Linked DNA regions of Anser cygnoides: region 1 is linked to region 2. Evidence: chromatin contacts called from public Hi-C data. All regions are on one chromosome and are shown on one strand. The core of a region is the stretch at or near the end of the contact, and the rest is flanking DNA. Distances in the headings are between cores, read along the strand shown.

The links. Hi-C and Micro-C count contacts between places; a contact is called where the count stands out from the background.
Region 1: a Hi-C map of liver shows a contact between it and region 2, with 2.7 times the contacts expected there. The contact joins the promoter of LOC125182346 here to the promoter of C15H16orf96 in region 2. A contact is called at or near these places in 2 of 7 Hi-C or Micro-C datasets (both in liver).

What each region holds. Positions count from the first base shown.
Region 1 is chr15:12,391,711-12,396,667 of Taihu_goose_T2T_genome, reverse strand. LOC125182346 (nucleoside diphosphate kinase, mitochondrial) reads right to left here and starts at 1,745. Exons shown (of 5, transcript XM_048060142.2): 1 at 1,587-1,745; 2 at 708-838; 3 at 505-606; 4 at 321-433; 5 at 66-249. The coding sequence starts at 1,680. The coding sequence ends at 129. XPO6 (exportin 6) reads right to left here. Exons shown (of 25, transcript XM_066977579.1): 25 at 3,908-4,629. The coding sequence ends at 4,528.
Region 2 is chr15:11,642,915-11,647,783 of Taihu_goose_T2T_genome, reverse strand. It overlaps C15H16orf96 (chromosome 15 C16orf96 homolog), which reads left to right and starts at 3,067. Exons shown (of 15, transcript XM_066977619.1): 1 at 3,067-3,496. CDIP1 (cell death inducing p53 target 1) reads right to left here and starts at 4,046. Exons shown (of 6, transcript XM_066977625.1): 1 at 3,910-4,046.

The sequences.
Region 1 (4,957 bases), core at 496-2,995, 750 kb before region 2:
CTAGAGCTTCCCTGTGCCATCCCAGTGCCCCATGATGGCCATCGATTGACAAGCGCAGAGCCACACTGGAGGCACTGGGTTTTAATGGGCTGGGGAGGGGGGGGGGGGCGCGTCCTGGCTGGACGTCCCTAGGGCCCGTAGGTGTAGTCCCGGTCGCTGCTCTCCCAGGCCACCAGCTCGTCCCGCTGGAACCAGAAGCCGATCTCCTGCAGCGCCGTCTCCACCGAGTCGCTGGCGTGCACCACGTTCCTGCACAGGGATGGGGACGGGGACGTGGCCGCCGGGGTCCCGCGCCGTCCCCGTCCCCACGCCCCCCCTACCTGCTGACGTGCATGCTGAAGTCCCCTCGGATGGTCCCCGCCGCCGCCTGTGCTGAGTTGGTGTCCCCCACCATGGCCCGCGAGGACCGGACCACGTTGTAGCCCTCCCACACCTGCGGGACAGGGGACGCCTGAGCACCACAGCCCCGGAGAGGCCGGGGGGGGGGGAGGGCTGGCTCCTCACCATGGCCACCAGCGGCCCCGAGGTCATGTAGGAGAGGAGCGCGGGGTAGAAGGGCTTCTGCCGCAGCTGCTGGTAGTGCTTGTCCAGGAGGCCCCGGTCCGCCTGATGGCACCGCGGGGTGACGGCGGGGACACCCGGTGGGTGCCCGCGTTCATCCCCGTGGCGCGGGGTCCCCCGGGGGGCTGCAGCGTAGGGACGGGTACCTGGAGCAGCTTCATGGCCACCAGCTTGAACCCGCGCCGCTCGAAGCGCCGGATGACGTCGCCCACCAGCCGCCGCTGCACCGCGTCCGGCTTCACCAGCACCAGCGTCTGCTCCCGCAGCTCCGGGGGGGCTACGGGGGGCGCGGGGACACTGAACCACGGCCACCCGGCTGCTCCTGCAAACCCAGCCCCGTCCGCGTCTCCGTCCCCAGCACCATCCCCTTTCCCATCCCTGTCACCGTGGGCTCTGCGATGTCCCCCCCACCAGCAGTGCCTGGGCCCCCGCTGGCTGGATGCGGCCGCGGGCCCAAGGGAGGCGCAGCGATGCCGTGAGGAGCGCAGGGGACGCGTCCGGCAGCGCTTGATCCCAGCGTGGGACGGGCTCGCCCTGGTTTCGGCTGGTGGCAGGGCCTGGCCCGGCTGTCACTGCCACCCGCAGCCCCTGCCGGAGCCACGCAGCAGGGGAAGGCGCAGGCAGGAGCAGAGCGAGGAGGGCACAAGTCCCCAGGGGCACCGAGCATCCCGGCGCAGCGAGGCAGGAGCCAGGAAAGGGGATGCGAATCCAAGCAAGGGCGTTCCAGCGCCAGCCCCGGGGTTAGGGGGGGACGCTCCGTGCCTGTCCCCCCAGGGCAGAGCAGGACAGCCCCGACCTGGCCCTGGGGACACCGAACCCCGGGGTGGCACCGGGGGAGCCGCCGCCGGCCCCGGCCTCAGCGTCCGGGGGTCGGGGTCAGGAGCCCCCAGCACCGACCCGGGGGCACCGGGAGGGGACGGGCAGCGGGGCCGGGGATGGGGACAGGGTCCCCGGGGCAGGGTGGGGAAGGGACGGAGGGAAGGCCGGGGCTGGGGGCCCTGGGGCAGGCCGGGGCCGGGTCTCACCGGAGCCGTAGCGGCGGGGCGGCCCGAGGGGGCGGCCGAGGCCGGGCTGCCGCCGCAGCAGGCCCCGGGCCAGGCAGCGCCCCAGGGAGCCCATGGCCGGGGCGGGCGGCTCGGAGTCGGCCTCGGCCGCCCGGGTGGAGGCTTTAAACGCCCGGCCGGGGCCGGCTCGGCCCTCCCGGCCCTCCCCTTAAAGAGGCCGCAGGGGGGGGCCCGGCCCGGGCTCAGCAAAGCTGCCACGGGATGGGGCAGGGCCTCCCCCCAGGCAAACAGGGCGATGGCCAGCGCTCGCCCAACAGCACCTTCGCTGACCAGAAGCTGCTGCCAGCCCTGCAAAGAGGGGTTTTGGGGGGGGGAAGCCTGCTCCCCGGCACCTACCTGGCACAGAGGGTGATGGTACAGAGGAAGGAGGTGCTTTGGGTAAGGTTAACGCAGATACACGCAGACATTTACTGGGATATTTACTCAGTGAGTGCCCAACACCCAGGGCCAGGTGCTCCCCTGCCACCCCACGTAGCCCAGTGCGTTGGTGTCCTCCTGCTCCTCACCCTGGGGAAGGGGGGCAATGAGGCATCGCACCCGGCTGCCAACCCCACGGCCCGCTGCCTTTGGGACACACGGGGACAGCAGCAGCTCCTCAGCACCTGGGTGAGCCAGGGCCAGCTGTAGTGGAGCGGGGGGACAGGGGATCCACCGCCCACTGCCCCCACGCTGGGGAAGAGCCCAGGAACTTCAACCCCAGGGCACTGCTAGAGGCAAGGCAGGGGGCATTTTTGCCTTTGTCTATGGACCTGGGTGGAAGTTAGACTAAGCACTGAAGGTGACCAGCAAAGGAGAATCAGTTTTTAGTGCAGCGGCTCGCAGGTTCCAACCTGGGCTTTGGCCCCCTTCCAGCTGCTGCCCTTGATCAGTTGCCCAGCCAGGGAAAAACACGCACTTTCACCCTCTGTCAGCAAACAGCCACGATCAACCAAAGGTTTTGCAAGAAAGAATCACCAGCCCAGAGCACCGTGCTGGGAGCGAAGCCCCGGCTGCCCCTTCCCGCCCCAGCCCCAGCTTGCAGCAGGGACCTACAGGGACTGCAGGAACACCTGAACCCAGACAGCTCCAGCAGGACAGACAGAATCCGCATCCGTGCCCTCCCCCCCATTTCTCCACAAGAGGGCTTTCAGTAGCAGTGAGAGGATGCAAGAGACCTCTCTGGTACTGTAGCAGGACTGCAGTCCCCACGTTAACCTCACCGGGCTGCTCTTCACACCCCCCTGAGGACCTCCACAGACAGTTCACAGGCCCCAGGTACAGGGCCTGGGGGCACACAGCCCCAAGGGGGTGGGACTCTGGTTCACCTGCATCTTTCCAACCGCTCACTGCCGGGTACAAAGCCCACAAACAAACCAGTCCCAGTGCAGGCAGCCTGGACACACGTCTCTAACTGTACACAGGTTATCCAAACATCATCTCCCAACAGCGAACGTGTGCATTGCAAAATGTTTTTTAACAAAACTAAAGGAACTGTGGAGCGAGTGCTCCCTATGCTTCATCTCCCCCCCCCGAGACCTTCCGGCTGCCCACACGCAGCCATCTCACTTCCTGTCCACGTCTGTGAACATTTTGGGGAGAACGCACACTAATCTGAACAACTGCCCCAGGCTTGCACAAGGACGGGAGCTATTCCCCCCACGCAGCCCTTGCTGAACCTGCCCTTGGAGCTGCAAAGAAAATACAGCAGAGGAGTAAAACCATTTTAATGCTCCGCTCTAGCTACCTGATGAGAGAACTGCAGGGACAAATGGCTCCCAGCTGCATGATCAGAGACTTCACGAGCCCCACAAAATCCAGTCCAGTTTGAATGGGGACTGGGATTTTAGCTTTATGCTCCAGTGCCAGCGTCAGGTCACTGGCCAGCGGCTGGCCTTCAGCTCAGGTGTCCTGCAACGCAACTCTGCTGGCATTGGGAGATTTTCTTCCTGCGGGCAGCTCTTGATCAACATGGACAAGGGACTGCCGAAGGGAACCAATCACCACAACGGGTAACAGAAAACAGGGAACATCGGCAGTAGGTAAAATGGGAGTGGAGAAAGGTCACGCTGCTCTGCACCAGTTCGGCACTGCATCTCTCAAGAGCAGCTAGACCACTCGCAGAACAGACTGCGCACGGAGCTTGTGTGAGGCATTTCTGCGAAGCGGGCAGGATGGGCAGTGCAGGCAGCTGCTGCCTGTCCTCTGGCTCCACTGCAGATCCCTGCCTGCAGCATGAAACACGCCTTGCTGCAAAACGGCTTGGTGGCAGGCCTGCGTGGAAACTAAAATAAATTAGAAGTTACTTAAAACAACAAAGTAAGCACTTTATTTCCATTAAGCATGTTGTTTTAGTATCACAATGGAATGATGAGAAAACGTTTAAAAAAAACAAAATGTCTCTAATCCCCACAAACAGCAGGGAGGTTTTCAAGGCAATTTAAAAAACAAAGGGAGTGACAGAAGTGCCAAAACAGTCCCAACATCACAAGTCTCCTCCTCCGAGAGCTGGGCAGGGGCAGGAAGGTGGAATGACACGAAGGTACGAATGTCTGAAGTAGTCTTTGGCGCTTCTGCCTCATGATTGATACGCACAAGATCTCTCAAGACAACTCCACAGATATCTCCAGACGCAACAAAGTGCTACGTTAGTCGAACAAAACCCGGGCGAGAGGACTCTCCATACAGCTGAGATGCCCTGCGGTTGGGCGTTAAGACACATCCTGCAGACAGTGCTGACTCCAGCTGGGGGCCTTCGGGCTGGGAGGGAAGAAGGAAGCGTGGTGCATGAATCCGAGAAGATGTGCCCACCTGCAAGACACCGTGTCCTGCAGTACTGACAAAACCAGGGAGGAGAGAAGGTGGTGGCAAAACGAAACATGGATCCGTTCCCTACAGTGATCAAAACACGAGTCCAGTGCAGTAACTATAGTTTCACAGTTCCAGGGGGCAAACTGTCATTGCAGAGTCTGTAGTAGCGCAGGTCATTCACCAGTCTGTGCACATTCTGGGTAAACGATGGCAGATCCTGGAAGAGATCAAACAGCACGTTGTACTGCAACAACAACAGTACCTGCGGGCACTGTAAGACAGCAGAGAACAGAAAGGCACTGGGAGGGCCAAACACCCACGTGTATTTTCATACATGAGATTAACAGACTATTTCCTCCAGTGTCTGAGCCCAGGAAACCTGAGTTTCTGCAGCCTACGTACAGGGAACAGAGACTGCTCCGGGGTTGCTCCAGAGAGCTGACTGCAGAGAACCAGGCTCCGTTCGTGGCACGGGCTCCTCGCTGTGCACTCAGGCACAACACGAACAGTCACGACACCGCCATCTGCAGCGGCAACTGTTCTGT
Region 2 (4,869 bases), core at 1,818-4,317:
CAAGAGCTTCCGTCGCGTCTTGTGCCAGAAATAAAAATTGTGCTCCCCCTGCCTCTGAGACTTTGTACTGTTGAGAAAATGGATTGTGGTTTCCTACGGCTTCTGTGTTAATTGTCTTCCCTCTGATCAGACAAGGAGATACATCCTCTGCATAGCAGCCATAGGTCTGACACTGCCTAGGAAAATCGTGTTGCTTCTCCCTAGCCGCGAGGCTGATAGCAAGTGCTGGAAACAGCAGGAAAACAACGATGTGAACACCACGTCCCAAGGCAGGAGCTGCAGGTCACGTGTTTTCTGGAGATAAAAAAGAAACACATCTGTGTTTGCAAACGGGTACGCTCCCATGCCTTGTGCTGAAATCTTTAGCAGAGTAAATCTCCATTTCAGCCTAGAATGCTTTGCCTTTGTAACGGCTGCAAAATCAGGTCCTGGAAGTAAAAAAAAAACAACAACCAAACAAACAAACCCAGATCTCCAAAGATTTGCAGAACAACTGGAGTTCCCAATACAAACTATCACTTTTACTGTACTGGGCAGAAGGGAAGAATGCTGCATAATTTACAATGTTCCTTTTAGAACATCACTGACTGCTGCTAAGGGCCATGAGGCTTATCAGCATCCAAGTGGTGTTTCCCAACTCCTCGTCCTTCCTGTTTTCAGCAGCTCTGCACTCACCCGTCTGGGAGAACAGCTTCTCATCCCTGTGCTGTCTGACGTTTTACTCAGAAGTTAGCACACCTGCCTAGAAGCTTGAAAGTATACCCAGCCCTGCTGTCTTCATGATTATTTTTATCTCCATATTACTTAAATACTATTTCCTGCTCAGTCTCACGTGGCAGCCAGCAGTCTTACCCTTAGCTTAGTGCAAAGCTGAACGCAGAAAAGCTACCACAGCACTGACCATACATGCAGCACATGTACATGCCCAGGTACATACCCGTGGTAATACCCGTACCAACAGAAGTAACACGCGGTCCTGCTGTAGGCCCTACAAAAATTGCTATTTCAAAGAATTTTTAAAACTTATCTTCTTTCAATCTAAGAAATCTATCTTTTATCTCCTATCTATTATTTATCTCCTATCTATTATTATTATTATATCTAGATAAAATCTATCTATTTTATCTCCTGATTAAAGCAAGTACAAGAAATTGAATGTAGAGCTTTACAACAGTACCACAGACAGATGCAGAAGACCCAACTTCATTCTTCTCTTTACCTATGAGCAAAAAAAATGATCTTGGATCTGAGCAGCTACTAGAAGACTGCACATCTCCCTCCAAAACCACTCATACTGGAAGATGTCTGCATCAACCACATCCTTTAAATGCAAGCGTTTATCTTCTAAATTCTAATTTGAAGGAGGAAAAAAGATAAACTTTTACATAATAAAGTTTCTTGGAGCCCTTCTCTCTCCGTGTTAGTGAGCAATACCGGCAATGGGAACACTTCTGCAGATCACAACGCTGCTCCAAGGACCCAGAACCCAACAGAACACATACAGTGTGGGTGTTGGGAACAAGCTCTTGCCTGGCCCCTGGCTGAACGCCCTTTAGCTGCAGGAGAGCATTAGCTGCACTCCCAGCGAGCATCCACCAGTCGTGTTTCATCTCGAAGGAAAGCAGCCACCATGCTTTGCATCACTGTGTGACTTCACATGCAGAAAAGCATGGCTGATTAGGAAAGTGAGCTTCAAAAACATGCTCATAAACTGAAACACGGCACTGCTGGAGACACCTTCCCTCCTGAGACAGGCTCCAGTCAGAACAGGTGCCCGAGGAACTGAAATTCAGACAGACCCACGTAGAACCTGTTGAGGGCACACAACAAGAAACTCCACACAGCCTTCCGTCTTCTTAGGAAGGGCTGAGGCTCAGGAAGAGACGTTCCCTCTCTGTTGACTGTCCCAGATACATCCGTAACAAGATCTTTCGGTACTCAGCATGCGAACACACACCCCCAGCACCTCCCTGACTGCAGCCCTGTGTGGACGCAGCCACCAGAGCCTCACCAGCCGTACAACAGCAGCAAGAGAAGGCTGAGCGTGCTCGCTCTGCTTGGCACCAGTCTCAGGGGAACACCTGGGGCAGTGGTTCCACCATCCCACCCTTGTTACAGCCTCACCCCCCTTCTGCCCTCAGTCCGTGCCACACAGACAGCCTCATACAAGTTCCCAAAGCTGTTGCCTCCCTACCTCCAAGCAGCAATTCCCTCCTCGCACAACGCCTAGGGACAACAGATACATTGCCAAATGCTTCCAGGGATTTCCTGGGGCACGTGGCCATCATTGCAACCTTTAGACAGAGAAGCCTTTGGAAGTTTTCAGCCTACACTTTCCCCACTGACCTGGGTTTGTTTAGTTCCTAAAACGAGTGAACATTATGGACATATAGTATTCACTATACTCACTCGAGTCCCCCCAGGCCTCGACTGCCTACCTCCAATCAAACACTCCAGAAAGCAGAAGGCCCCTGCTGAAAAGAAAGCACTGTTTCAAGCATGTTGGTTGAAAGGGAACAAATAGGAAGATAGCCTGCATATTCACAAAGTGTTTTTTGGCACATTTTACATCCAAATAACTATATTTATAATTTAGACCATTTCTAGTTAAAATCACTGTGCCTGACACCTGGAATATGACAACCCCTGGTACGCTCACCGGTTCTCCCCGGTGCAAGGAGATTGTCTCTGTTCCAGTCCTGCCAAGGGGCACACACCTACACTCGCAGGTACTCGGAGAAGTTTCAGCTTGAGCACGACTCCTGCGGGTGATCTGGAGGATGCCAGCACGAGAGCGCTCATCCCAGCCTGCCCCTTCCCACTCCCTGCGTGGGCCTGGCCGGGGAGCGCTCCCCAGGTCCCCAGGCCCCATCCCTCCCTTTAGCAGCAATCGCAACACCCTGTGCTTCCCATACAGCAACCGAACGCCACCTCAACAGCTCCCGCAGTTTCGCCTCTCTGGTCCCCCTGGGAGGCAGAACCGAGAACTCACTGCTCTGATGGTTAAAGCCTCCCGCTAGGTATGTGCCTTTGCACAACGTTACCCATTAGCTGCAAGGGCTCTCCTCCCTTCACAGGGCTCACGCTGCCAACGTGCTGACAGATAATACCATCCCCATCATCACCGTCGTTGCCATATCTCTTCCTGCTTGTCAAGGGAACCGGGCTTGTTTGGTCTCTAAAATGGGCCCGTCATTCCTGATCACCAAACGGGCAGCTCCAGCCCCGGCTCTCCTCTGCCGAGCAGGGATGGCTGGAAACGCCTGCGTTTATACCGACGCCGGGCTCCCTCCTCTCTGGGGATCCGTCTGGGCACCATCGCAGTGGCCCCCTCGCAGCTGTGCCCTGCTGGCAGCTCACGGCCTCCCTCCCCACAGGCTGGCACGACCTCGGGCTGGGCGCTCGCCTTACAGCGCAAAGCCTTCTCTCCCCCAGCGCACGACTTCGCCTTCCCTGCGATTGAATTTCAGCCCGTGTCCGTCGCACCAGGCCGCCGGTACATGCCGACCCTTCCGTCCCAGCCCACCCCCGCCCTGCCGAGCGCACCGAGCCGAAGCTTTGTAACATCTCCCCGGCGCCCTGCGGCATTTGGCGGCCGCTGAGGACAACGTCGCGGACCGGGGGAAGGAGCGCTGCCAGGCTGCCGGTGGGCTGCCTCCCCCTCTCCCGGCCCGCGTCCCCCCGTGCCCGGGACACGCAGCCCGAGGCCCCGCACCGAGCAGCTAGCCGCTTGTCTCCCCTGTCCGCTTCCTAAGGGCAGACGGCGCCCAGCTCGCCCCGCGTCCCCCCGCTCGGAGCCTCCCCGTGCCCCAGCCCTCAGCACCCCGCCGGGCTTGGGGGGGGCTGCGGCCCCCCGGCCCCGCTCCCCCCCTCCGCGCCCCCGGCTCCCCGGGCCGACCCCGCACGCACCGCTCCCGGCTCCCGGCTCCCGGCTCCGGCGGCTCGGTGCCGGCACCTGCCGGGCGGCGGGGCGGGGCGGCGGCGGGGCGGGCCCGGCCGCGCTGTCAGGGCCCGGCCGAGGCCCGCGGAGCCGCGGGCTGGCGTGGCTGGGCAGGCCGGGCACGGCGCTGCGGGAGCGGGCGGGGAGCGGGGGCCATCGCCCGGCCTCAGCCGGGAGCCGCGCCCGGCGGCCAGGCCGCAGCGGGAGCCCCGCGGTCCCCGGTCGCTTGCCGGGACGGGCCGGGCCGGGCCGGGGCTGGGGCAGAACCCTGGGGCCATCGCCGGGTAACGGGCCTGTGACCTCAGCCCCGGGCGGGCAGCCCCGGGGGCCGGAGGCAGCATGAGCGTCTCGGTCACGCTGGCGGAGCTGGCGGACGTTGCCTTCCGCACGCCCAACAGCGGCAGCGTCAACGCCGGCGCCCTCCACCTCCTCCTGCGCGGCCTCCTGGAGCACCTGCGCCTGCAGGATGCCTCCACGCAGGTCTCGGAGGACGAGAGGGGCCTCCTCGAGCCCGGGGCTGGGGCTGGGGGGAGGCCCCGCGCCCCCCTCCTGCAGGCGGAGGGGCAGCCAGGCTGCCCCGGCGGGTCCCCGGGCACCGCGGAGCTGCCGACCCCCAGGCGGGACGGAGGCAGGCCAGGCACCGACACGTGGCAAACGGCGCAGCTGACCGAGAGGATGGAGGTGATCGAGGAGGGGATGACGAAGGTCAGGAGCCATCCTCGGCGGGGCGCCCGTCTCCAGCGGGGTGCCAGTCACGCTGGGCTGCTGGCACGGTCCTATGCCTTCATCATGCTGCCCTACACGGTGTCCTGCCCTACACAGGGATGTGTCCGTGTGGTGCCTTGCCAATGCAGGGACTTGTCCCTGGGGATTTCTGCTGCCCTAAGACCGGAGAGCCTGGCAAAGTGTAGAGATGTTTCTGGCTCAGC